3 separate regions of the Mus musculus genome follow, and regions 2 and 3 are each linked to region 1. A link is a contact called in public HiChIP or PLAC-seq and promoter capture Hi-C data. All regions are on one chromosome and are shown on one strand. The core of a region is the stretch at or near the end of the contact, and the rest is flanking DNA. Distances in the headings are between cores, read along the strand shown. Region 1 holds the start of Afg1l (AFG1 like ATPase). Region 2 overlaps Cd164 (CD164 antigen). Region 3 holds the start of Smpd2 (sphingomyelin phosphodiesterase 2, neutral).

What was found. HiChIP or PLAC-seq counts read pairs in DNA pulled down with a chosen protein or histone mark. Capture Hi-C pulls out chosen DNA fragments and counts their contacts.
Region 2: a contact with region 1 is called in an H3K4me3 HiChIP or PLAC-seq map of bone marrow-derived macrophages, with 4 times the contacts expected there. The contact joins the enhancer-like site here to the promoter of Afg1l in region 1. A contact is called at or near these places in 4 of 39 promoter capture datasets (the C10 cell line, hippocampal neurons and liver) and 3 of 115 datasets of contacts at active chromatin or transcription factors (bone marrow-derived macrophages, extraembryonic endoderm stem cells and pro-B cells).
Region 3: a promoter capture Hi-C map of adipose tissue shows a contact between it and region 1, with 2.8 times the contacts expected there. The contact joins the promoter of Smpd2 here to the promoter of Afg1l in region 1. A contact is called at or near these places in 6 of 39 promoter capture datasets (hematopoietic stem and progenitor cells, hippocampal neurons, liver and 2 more), 1 of 484 Hi-C or Micro-C datasets (CD4 T cells), 2 of 115 datasets of contacts at active chromatin or transcription factors (astrocytes and large pre-B cells) and 2 of 9 other capture datasets (adipose tissue and liver).

Annotation. Positions count from the first base shown.
Region 1 is chr10:42,476,848-42,480,446 of GRCm38.p6, forward strand. It overlaps Afg1l (AFG1 like ATPase), which reads right to left and starts at 1,718. Exons shown (of 13, transcript NM_145743.2): 1 at 1,416-1,718. The coding sequence starts at 1,554.
Region 2 is chr10:41,527,891-41,531,876 of GRCm38.p6, forward strand. Cd164 (CD164 antigen) reads left to right here. Exons shown (of 6, transcript NM_016898.2): 6 at 782-3,152. The coding sequence ends at 951. Among named protein-coding and RNA genes, the nearest start is that of Cd164, 10 kb to the left of the region's middle. Within about 2 kb of position 2,326, at least 50 of the 459 cell types and tissues checked have an H3K27ac peak or open chromatin away from gene starts, as enhancers often do. A contact at or near this core is called in bone marrow-derived macrophages, where this site is marked.
Region 3 is chr10:41,488,656-41,492,311 of GRCm38.p6, forward strand. It overlaps Smpd2 (sphingomyelin phosphodiesterase 2, neutral), which reads right to left and starts at 1,685. Exons shown (of 10, transcript NM_009213.2): 1 at 1,328-1,685; 2 at 809-905; 3 at 620-696; 4 at 276-369; 5 at 79-168. The coding sequence starts at 1,377. It overlaps Ppil6 (peptidylprolyl isomerase (cyclophilin)-like 6), which reads left to right and starts at 1,784. Exons shown (of 8, transcript NM_028430.1): 1 at 1,784-1,966. The coding sequence starts at 1,826.

The sequences.
Region 1 (3,599 bases), core at 468-2,967:
AAAAAAGAAAAGAAAAAAAAGAACTGAACCTATAGCTCTGTGGCAGAAGGGTGGCCTAGTGCACAGGAGACCTTGGGTTCAAAGCACAGTACTGCTGAAAATCAAGCCAAATCCTGCCCTTCCTGTCCTCATGGTCTCTCCCAAGGCTTCCTTCCTGCCTTTGTTTAAGCCAGCTTTGTAAATGAAACTTCAAACAAGAGGGGAAAAAGAAATAACCCTCCTGGGGTTATTTCTTGATGGCGGGTGTGGGGGGGGGGAGTAAAGAAAGGGGCAGAAACTGTAATCCAGACTCAATTAATGAGATTTATACTTCAGCATTTCTCTTGTTTATAAAATAGAAAGGAATATTTTTTACTTTACTTATTTTGTGTGTGTGTGTGTGTGTGTGTGTGTGCGCGTGCGCGCGCGCAAGAGAGGACAAGTGGTGGGTGTTGGTACTTCCCCTCTGCCATATGGGTCCTAGGGATTGAACTCAGGCTTGATAGCAAGGCCCTTTGCTAAGTGGGCCATGTAAAGCTCACAGTCTGGTATTTATTTCAATGACTGAGGGGGGAAAAAAACCTATCTTGAGACGATGAGAATCGGCATTTGCATATATATACTCTGTTAAATTATATCCGATTTTGAAGGTATATAAAGAAGCTCTTGGAGATGAGGAAAGGTGACTGAGGAAGACCATGAGAATAACGTCGTTCATTTGAAAATATCTGCTCATCAGACACCAATCACCATCCTACGTGCCAAGGAAATAAGGACACAGGGTTTGCTGTCTTTTGAGAAACCAGTCCAGTGAAGAGAGGTAAAATTAGCACTTCTGGGAAAGAGCAGCAGGAGGTTCTCAAGTTCGTGGCCAGCCTGTACCACACAGTGAGACCACGTGATTGTAATTTGGCTAACCACTCATTCACAGACACATGACAGTAGAACGAAAGAATCGAAGGTCAGGGGCAAAACAGATAAATGACAGACAAACAGACAAAGTGATGCCCTAGGAATTTAAGACTGCATCGAGAAAATGGGCGGGGAGGGGGCATAGGGTCCCTGACTGACATGACCATTAAGTCCATCACCAGCCTTAAGAGCCCAGATGGGTTGGGGTGAAAGGCTCCCCACACACCAACCCCATCTTGCTTACCCCCATCCCTCCAAGCCGGGCTCTTGCACACCTGCCCTCTCCAGGCCTGGGTTACCTGGGGAAGAACTGGGTTGGCCTCTGACCCTCAAATGGAAGTTACTCTGGGCAGCTGCCTGAGGCGCTCAGCGCTCTTTGGGGCAACGAGATGCAAAAGGTCAATAGACACGAACTCGTCTCTAGGATCCTTACAACTTGTGAAGCCACGGGTGCAGCTGGGAGGGATCAGACAGTGGGGTGACCCCAGGGCCTTGCGCGGCCCGCTCGTGACACGGTCACTGACCTTTCCACAGGGGTTTCCCAGGGCCAGGGGCCGGAGGAGGGATTGCGACGACCCGCGCCCCGCACCCAACACCTCTCCCAGTCAGCCGGCTGCGCGCGGCGGAGCGCAGAGTAACCAAGGGCGACCAGGAGGCCGCCATCTTGAGCTCCGTACAGGGAGGAAAACTTTATTGTAACCCAGAAGACGCGACGGAGCAGCCGGGTGCTGTGGCGCTCCAGGAGGCCACGCCTGAAAATGAGAGAGCGTTAAAGAGAGATGACCTCAAGCTTAGAAAGGCTGCAACGCCTGCCCTTCACGCCTTCCGGTGGGCCTTGGGACTACAAGTCCCGAGAGGCCTCGCGCCTTGAGGGGGCGTGTCCTGACAGTCGCGGGTGCGCCCCACCCCGCTGAGAGGCGGCTAGAACCAACTCTCCACCCCGCCCCCACTGAAACCCTAGTTCTCCAGGCCTGAGAAACCAATTGTAGCTTGTAGTAATAATCGTGAACCTTCTAAGACCGCATAATATGAAGGTGACCAAGAGGTATATATTATACCTCGTCCAATCTGCTATAATATAGCCTCAATTTACTTTTCTTTCGGTGTCCAACGTGTCTCTGAAGGGTACCTGAAATGTGTTTCTGCCACTTTCTGTTTGAGCTGTTGAGTAATAGAAATTATCTTCTATATAGCACATGTTTTCATGCTTTGAAGAAGCTTATAAGTGGGACAGGAAAGCCAAAGGGCCCAGACTGACAGCTGGTGGATGTGGCAGTCATGGGATGGTGTGACCACTTGAATTTGCGACTGCCCTCATTTGAGGCTGGCGACCCTTTGGCTAGATGAACGCTGCAGCTAAAGACAATAGTGGGATCAAGGAGAGAGCACTGTTGTGGAGGAGTACGGAGATTATATTTTTGTCTAGGTGTGTGTGTCCTATATTGAAAGCGATTCTTCTGGAGGCCAGAAGTGGGCATTGATCCCCCCAGAGCTGGCTGAGATTAAAGGCAGCTGTGGGCCACTCAACGTGGGTGCTACGAACCAAACCCTTGTCGGCTGCATAAGTTACACATTATTTAAACAGTTGAGCCACTTCTCTAGTCCATACAAGATTAACTTTTAACAAAAGACAAAGACCTTCCCAGGGGTTGTCGGGTGGTGTTCAGCTGATAGAGTGTTTGCCTAGTTAGCAGGAAGCCCAAGATTCACCAGTCTGGGAAGAAAAAGCACAAACAGCAATCCTAGCATTTGGGAAATGTAGACAGCAGGGTTAGAAGTCCAACTACATAGTTACATCCTTAAAAATAAATAAAACAACAACAACAACAACAAAAAAGTAAACCCTTCAACCGTGGATCATATCTAAAAGACCTGAACATTTAGCTGGGAATTATGGAAAACAAGAAAGTCTAGCATTCCTAGGAAGGAGGAAACAAAGTTTCAATTGTGTGACCAAAAAAGAGAACACTAAGAAGAATTCCAGGAAACCAAATTGTGGTCACCAGAAGAGGAATTCTGAAGAAACAGGAAATGGAAGGTGTAGTATGGCAGAGTAACTTCAAGCCTTTTCTCTGCTAATATGTCAAAGTATGTACCCACCCCGATGGGACTGAAGATAGTCTAAAGAGACACTTGTGTCTTCTTTCCCTTTGGCTATTGCACTACTGAAACAATGGCCCTAAGAAATCAAACTGCTCCCAAGAATCCCACGCTGGGACAAGGAAAAGGTTGAAGCCTGGTGCCAACCAGAAAAGGGAGAAGCTGGGCTCCCGGAAGTGACGTCACACGGTTCAGACAGTGCAGAACCAGCTTGTAGGACACACTGGAGCTGGGCAATGGTGGGCCAGTGATGCACAGGTCACACCTGACCTGGACGGCTGAGTTGTTGTACCTCTTTCCTACGACTTAAACCCAAGCTTCCAGTCAGGATCTCAAAGATGGATTTGGATCTCTCTCTCTCTCTCTCTCTCTCTCTCTCTCTCTCTCTCTCTCCCCCCTCCCTCCCTCCCTCCCTTCTTCCCTCTCCAAGCTCTGACCAGAACAACCGTATCTGCTGATGTACACATCCAGTCTTGGAACTCTAGCTCCATAGACCAGGCTGGCCTTGAACTCAAAGAGATCTGCCTACCTCTGCCTCCTGAGTGCTAGGATAGAAAAAGTGTGCCGCCCCGCTCGCTGCCTGGCTGAAGCAACCTGTTTTTAAATTT
Region 2 (3,986 bases), core at 1,076-3,575, 950 kb before region 1:
CAGGCTGGCCTTGAACTCAGAAATTCACCTGCCTCTGCCTCCCGAGTGCTGGGATTAAAGGCGTGCGTCACCACGCCCAGCGACTCGGATCTAGTTTAACAGTGAAGTGTACTTTATTTAAATGTTGAACACAGTCATAGCCTTTTTGTTTCCTATTGAAACATATTACTCCCTTAGTAACGTTAGTTTCCATGGTCTTCTGATTGATTAAACTGACATTACTTTTAGCTTCTTATGAGTTGTTTGTAGGAATTCTAGTTTTCAAATTTGTTTTTCTTATGGCTATATAATGCTTTCTCATGATGCAAAATAAACTAGCAGAATGCTATTGAATATATTTACAACTATGTGTTATTTTGTTTTTTGAAATTATAGATTATTATTTTTGTTGTTAACTTGAAAAACAGCAACTCAATTTTTAAATACCTTGTCTATCTAGTAAAACCAAAAAGTTTTAACAAGCATTTATTTTAACAATTAACCAAAGTAGATTAACAAAATTATCGCATGTTTTAGAAGTATTTGATAAGTTTTCAAGGGGACAGTTTATATGCCATAAAAGCTCTTACCTATTTGAAACTTTGTAGCAGTATTACCCTTATCATGTCCTGGACAGAATGATGGATGGCATTCTGCCTTAAGTGGAGATAAATTCTAGTTATGAAGACATGACTCAGGAAGACCTGTATAGAATATAACTCGGAGCACAGTTGATGCCTGGGGGGTCTGGGAATTATAAATACCATGATACTTACTGAGGATTCTTTGTTTATCATCATAGCAGGGACAACAAATACCACACTGACTCCAACCTCCCAGCCTGAGCGGAAGTCGACCTTTGATGCAGCCAGCTTCATTGGAGGGATCGTCCTTGTCTTGGGTGTGCAGGCTGTAATTTTCTTTCTCTATAAGTTCTGCAAATCTAAAGAACGAAATTACCATACTCTGTAAACAGACCTGTTAAATTAATGTGGACTGGCAGTTAACTTGTGCAACTCACTGAAACCAAAATATTGAAGAAGTCCCACATGGAAGACGCTGTTCCAGGATCTTTACCTTTCCAAAGGATGCATACAGGATATTTTGGAGCATCATCCTCGAAGAAAAGTCAGTTAAACCATTTAGTTCATCAGGAATATTTAAAATATTCTGCATGAATCCGTGTGGCTGTCGTCTTTGTTTACCATGGCTGCTGCTGTGGGACTGTTTTTTCCTCTGACATGCCAAATGTAACTTCTGTAAGTGGTGGAGAGTGCTGTCCTGTGTAGGCAGCTTCTGACTGCAGTTGAAATGTAGTCCCCTAGAATCCTAAAGGCTGTTATTCTCATCCTAGTTCCAGGTGTAACTTGGTGGCCAGAATTGAGAAGAGTGCCAAATGACCACCCGTCAGGCAGATTGAGGGCCATCACTTCAAACATAGATTAAATTTGTTTAGCACTAAACTATCCCTAGAGTAAATTTTTATGCTTGACAAGTTGTATTTTATATATTAGAAATAAGATGCCACACAGGGCAATCCAGATTTAGATTAAAGAAAGGATACACAGACATTAATCTGCAACAGGTCTTGTTCATACTCATAAAGTGTACCGTATTAAGAAATCAGAACAGTGCCTTAAGACAGACTGAGACGTCGTGAAAAATGTGTTCACACTGTGGGAGGCAAAGCTTGGTCTGAGAATGTAACTGTTGATGTGAGCAGCAGAAATCTGCTTATAGATAACATACTGTTAATATTTAATTAAAAGCATTGTTTTTTCTAGAGCTGAGAAATAGAAGCTAAAGAATAATTAGAGCTGAAAGGCTTCCTTATATCAAACCATCTAACATTTTTCTTAGGGCTGTTAAACTAGACATAAAATTGATTTATCTTTCTCTCTGTACACAAAGTATCCAAATATTATACCTTAAGGATTCCTACCAGGTTTTCTTGAAAAGTGGCTTTTACATGAGGCAAGAAGGAAGTAGTTGTAGATAGAATCATTTTCTAGTTCTTTAAATGAGACAATCACTTTGTTTTCTAATAGATGTGACCTGTGTAACTTAAAAAATCTGAGGGTTTGAGAGAGGTTGCTCTAGATTTCCAATGACGATACCCTGGCTGAATAGGCTTTTCTCTTCCTTGGGCCTTTACTTCTTTTCTTCCTCCTTGGTTTCAGTTCCCATGTGCTATCATTATAATCATGCAGACTTTTACTTCAGTTGCTTCTGAAAGCACTAAGTTTTCAGTTTTGGAGTTACTTCTCCCTTGCCTCTGACACACTGCACACGTCTAGAGGCTGTAATTGGAAATAGGCTTTTGGTTTCCTGTGCCATTCAAGTTTGGGGCTTTCATTTGGTTACAGAGTTCAGCGCTTGGTTCCCAGGGTTTATATACGAAACAGCGGATTGCTGTGGGCTGGTTCATAAAGTGAAACTAATGAATCTATCTCTTTGTCACTTGCTGGTACAGCTAGTTTGTTTCACTTGCACATTTGTACATATATCTAATGTTTTCAAGTGCCTTACTTGTTTAAACTCTGACTTCAAAGGTTTTTGGGGAAAGATAGGTTTACCTCACAGTTATGTTTCCATTGTAATTTCTAGGTTCCTCACAAAAATCTATTTCAGTGCTGTAGCTGTTAGTTTTAAGTGAGTGCTAAAGTTCTTTTAAAAGTACACAGAATTTCCATTCCTTATAAAGGTGGCAAAATTGGTTTGTCATTTACCTCCATGTGACTCCTTGCCCCATATAAATGTCAGCATATGTAGCAAGTTTTCTAAGAATGTAACTTAATTTGAAGCTCCTGAAATTTTGAGCACTGCTCTAACATTGTAGGAAGTTAGTGACATTTTGCAAGTCTCTACAAAAGCTCTTGCCACAGAATTCACTGCTGCCCTGACTCTTCACCATCTTTCTTTAGCAAGGTATTTTGAGCCATTAATGATTTTGGGTTTTTTAATCCAGAAGGTATATAAAAGCCTTTTCAGAGTTTTCATCTGATTTGTCCTGAGGATCTAGTTCTATCAAATACCTTATTTTACCTTTGCCATACTTGCTGCACAAGCAGACACTGCTGGACTTAGAAGTTTCTATTTGAGTTCCTTAAACTACAAAACTAATATGTATGTGTACCAAACTGATTTAAAATAAATGTTTATTAGTCTCTTGATCAAAAGTGTCATATTTTGATTATGAAATTAACATTGTGTTTGCCTTACCTGTCCATTTGAGGCTGGGTTGTCCATTGTTTCTTTTGTTCCTGTAGACTGGTATATAGATGGGAACTAATGGCTGTGAATTAGTGGAGAACAGAACCATGGGAATGATTGATGGTTGGGCTGATGGAAGGGGCATGCGTCTAGCTCACATTAACCAAGAGAGAGTGAGTGAGAGAGTGTGTCACAGGACTACTTTTGTGGAGCCTGTTGTTCTTTCAACTTTGTGGGTCCCAAGGATTGAACACAGGTTGTTGGACAAGTACCCTTTTCCACTGAGCCATCTTGCCAGCTACATCCTACCCTTTAGTTCTGAGTACATAGGGAGTAAAACTTTGCTTCTGATTAGCGTGTCATGTGCTGCTGTGGAGTCTGGTTCTGTTGGACCGTGTGCAGGAACATCTATATTTGATTACTTGAGTTACACTAAAGTTGTTCACTGCTCCCCTGCAAGTCTGGATGAAAGGTTGGATTCACTGCTTTGCCTCTTGTTCCCTGTTAGCCTTATCATTTGGCAATTACATAAAACTTTATAGCAAGCTTCCTAAGACATTGACATAGGTTATTGAGTAAATAGTAGAGGGTGGGATAGGTTTTGTGTGTTCTCCCCATTCTGTGTACTTGCTGTAGGTAGCCCTTGGGTACTTGTTTTTCAAAGGGTATGTATTGGCACTTTCTAATTCACTAGTGTTTGGTTTTTTGTTAGTGTGTCTGTTGGTAAATCCAGCTTTTGTATATCTTGCCTCCTGACTTCAATTGTATTTTGTTTTCAGTGCAAAAACCATTGT
Region 3 (3,656 bases), core at 435-2,934, 990 kb before region 1:
ACTAACTAGTGGCGTCTCTTCTCCACCATAGCATTGGGCTGCTTGACCCACTGCCTAAGCCTGGCTAGCCCCACTCACATGAGTCACGTAGGCATTGAGCACCAGTCCACTTAGACGGAGCACCAGCAGCCCCACAGACTTCCCACAGAACCAGTCTCCATGATGGAACTGCAGGCAAGAGAAGACAAAAACTCAGGGTACTGACACCCTCCTGCCAAGGCCCCAGGAAGGCTGCGTCCAGTCTGTGTTAGCAAGGATAGGGAAGAGATCCTTACCATGTAGGGGTAACCATTCAGACTGTAGACATGCTGGAAGATTTCCTGGATTGGGTGTTTGGAGAACACACAGAGGCCACTGCCTATCATCCCGCTGAAAACCAACTCTTGCTTAATAACCAGAAGAGCAAGGAGGGGAGTACCCAGCCAGCCCTCTTCCCCTCCGCGGTCTCCCAGCTCTACTGCTAAGATCAACCCCAGAACAAAGCCTAAGACAGCAGCCCTTGCAAGATGAGGGTGACGGCCTGCTCTTCTCACACCCAGAGGAAGAAGATCGAGGGTGCAAGCAAGAATGTTGGAGAGCTTCCTCGTCTGAGAACAGGCTGAGAACACAGGCTTTTCACCTTCTGAAGTAGTGTGCATCTGGATAGGTGAGCGATAGCCTTTGCCTTAGGTACTGGAAGTCCTGCTCACTCCACACCTGAGGAAGAAGGTGAGGATACTTGCTTGGATTTCATCCCAGACAGAACAGTTTTCCTGCGCCGCCTGCCGCCTGCTGCCCTCCTCCAACCTAGCCTGCCCTACAACCTCACCTCCTCCAGGAGAGCCAGATCAAAGTTTTCCAAGTTCAGAAAGTCTCCCAAGCGCTTCATGCGGTCCGCCCTATGTTTGCTCAGGTAGGGGATGTCCCTAAAAGGGGTGGAGGACGCAGGGGGCAGAAGAGATGGGTCAGCAGTTCAATTTCCAGCAAGCACATGACAGCTTACAACTGTCTGTAACTCCAGTTCCAGAGAATCTGGCACCTTCACACAGACATACATACAGGCAAAACACCAAATGTACATAAAATAAAAGTAAATCATTTAAAAGGAAAGACATGGGCCAGGTTTGGGACGATTACTGCTGTCATCACCTCAGCTTTGGATGATAGGGACTTTGGTGATTGCTGCAACCACCCAAGCTCTGGTCTTTAGGCGATGTGGACTTTGGTGGTTCGGGAAGGACAGGGTCTAGCTCGGCTGAAGAAGACCTGCTTCCTTCCTAGGCATGTGCGAGAGGGGACTGGAAGGTGGCTCCGAGGCTGCAGCCCACGCCTGGGAGCACTTACTTACCAGCAGTTGAGATTGAAAACTCTCAGCCGTAGAGAAAAGTTGAGCTTCATGGCTGGAGTGCTTCGGAGCAAGGGCGGCGAGGCGGATTGCGCGCACAGGCTTATTGCCCTGTCCTGCGCTGCCCCGACCCAGGAACGCGAGCTGGTTGGGGGTGGGGGGCGACTCCTGCGTTACTGGGACAAAGGCCGTCCTTCCACCCGGAAAGAAGGTCGGCTGCAAATCCCGGGCTGGCTGCGCGAGGCCGCCGGCAGTCCTGGAAGGAATCTCGGGTGGACTGTTCCAGATTCTTAGGTCCTTCGGTGGGTTCTCCGCACCGCGGCCTACAGGTTCCTCCCTTGTTCCCGGCTCGGCTTCCACCAGCAACAGGCTTGAAGTTGATGCGAGGCCCCGCCCACGAACTCACTCAGGTCCCGCCCCTTGCGGGCGTTCGGGGAGGAGCCACGCGGTTGCCCTGGCGACTCGCACTATTTGTGTTCCGGGCTCTCTGCTGTCCCTGCCATGGCCACCCAGCAGCCGTGCCGGCCCAAGTCGAAGCCCCCAGCATGTCACGTGCGGTTGCCGCCCGAGCCGCCCCTGAAGCTGAAGGTGGTGGGGCTCTTCAAAAGCTCCAGCTTTCAGGTGTCAAAGACCATCGCTGAGGTAACCCCTCGCCCCAGACGCCGTGCGCACCTCAGCCCCCTGCCGCGGTGTCGCCTGCGCTGGCGGGCGGGGGTCCACGTTCTGTCCTAGGGCTGGATGGGGGCATAGAGAACAAATGCTGGTCGCAAGGAAGGGCGACCTGGAAGAGACTCGGAGCGCGAGCGAGCGTTCGCGGGGATCCGTATTGGGAAAATGGTAATTTCGGAACACCTATGCATGGAAATGCTAGTTCACGTGAAATTTTTTATTGGATTATGGATTTACAAAATTCAAAATTACGGGAAAATATTCAAAAGCTCCAGCTTTCAGGACCATCGCTGAGGTAACCCGGTGCCCCAGATACCACCTCAGCCTCCCCGCCTCTAGTTTAAAAAAAAAAAAGAAAAGAAAAGAAAAAAACACTTGTGATTTTTTTTAGTACTTTAATTTTGGAAGGGCCTTTCCTTTATAATTTCTGTAGTTGTTTCTGCATTTTAGCAGAATCAGATACTTTTCAGATTTTTAAGAGATGTCCCAGAAGTGCTGTGAAGAATCCAAGTATGAATTTGTAAACATGTAGAATGATATTTTATGCACCAGGAAACAAACAAATGTAGCCAGGTCAATCATGCCGCAGCACGCCTGCTACCTGGAAACAGGAAAAAACCTGGGGGGTACGGTGGTGAAATACACGCAGCCCTGAGCCAGCAACTAGTTTGTTTGTGCTTGTTTTTTCCAGCTGGAGAGCAAGGGCAGTAGAATTCACCCTCAGAACACACACACACACACACACACACACACACACACACACACCCTTGCTTGCTCTAGCATCCAGAGTGAAAGTGCTGTCTTGTGTGTGTGTTGGAAGATGAAGGCTTAGTGCTTGTGTTTGTTTCTTTATTGGGTTTTTTTTTTTTTTTTGGTATTTTTGAGACATGAACCAGTGTCTTACAGCTAAAGTGGCCTTCCTTCCTTCCTCCCTTCTCTCTCTCTCTCTCTCTCTCTCTCTCTCTCTCTCTCTTTCTTGTTTGACTCTCTTAAGACATTAATATTTCCTGTGGTTGTTCCACACTGCAGGCAAAGTGTTTGCAACCTTTTTTTTTTCTTCCTGGGAAGTTCAATTAGTAAATATGTTAGGTGTTCTGGGACACAGTCTTAGACTTATGTTGAGAAAAACAGTGTGCCCAGGTATGGTAACACAGGCACCCAAAAGGCCAAGACAGGAAGTTGATGGCCAGCCTGGGCTACATAGTTATTAATACTTTGTCTTCATAACAAAGCAAAGCGGTGGACACAGGATATAAGTGTTCTAATAAAACTTTATTGTAGGGGCTGGAGAGATGGCTCAGGGATTAAGTCACAACAAACACTGACTGCTCTTCCGAAGGTCCTGAGTTCAAATTCCAGCAACCACATGATGGCTCACAACCATCCTTAATGAGATCTGACTCCCTCTTCTGGAGTGTCCTTAAGGAGATCTGACTCCCTCTTCTGGAGTGTCTGAAGACAGCTACAGTGTACTTACATATAATAAATAAATAAATCTTTTTAAAAAAGACTTTATTGTAGATGCTGAGTTAGACATATATAATTTTGATATAACATGAAATATAATTCATCTTTTGATTATTTTCAACCATTAAAAGATACAAAGGGCTGGTGAGATGGCTCAGTGGGTAAGAGCACCCGACTGCTCTTCCGAAGGTCAGGA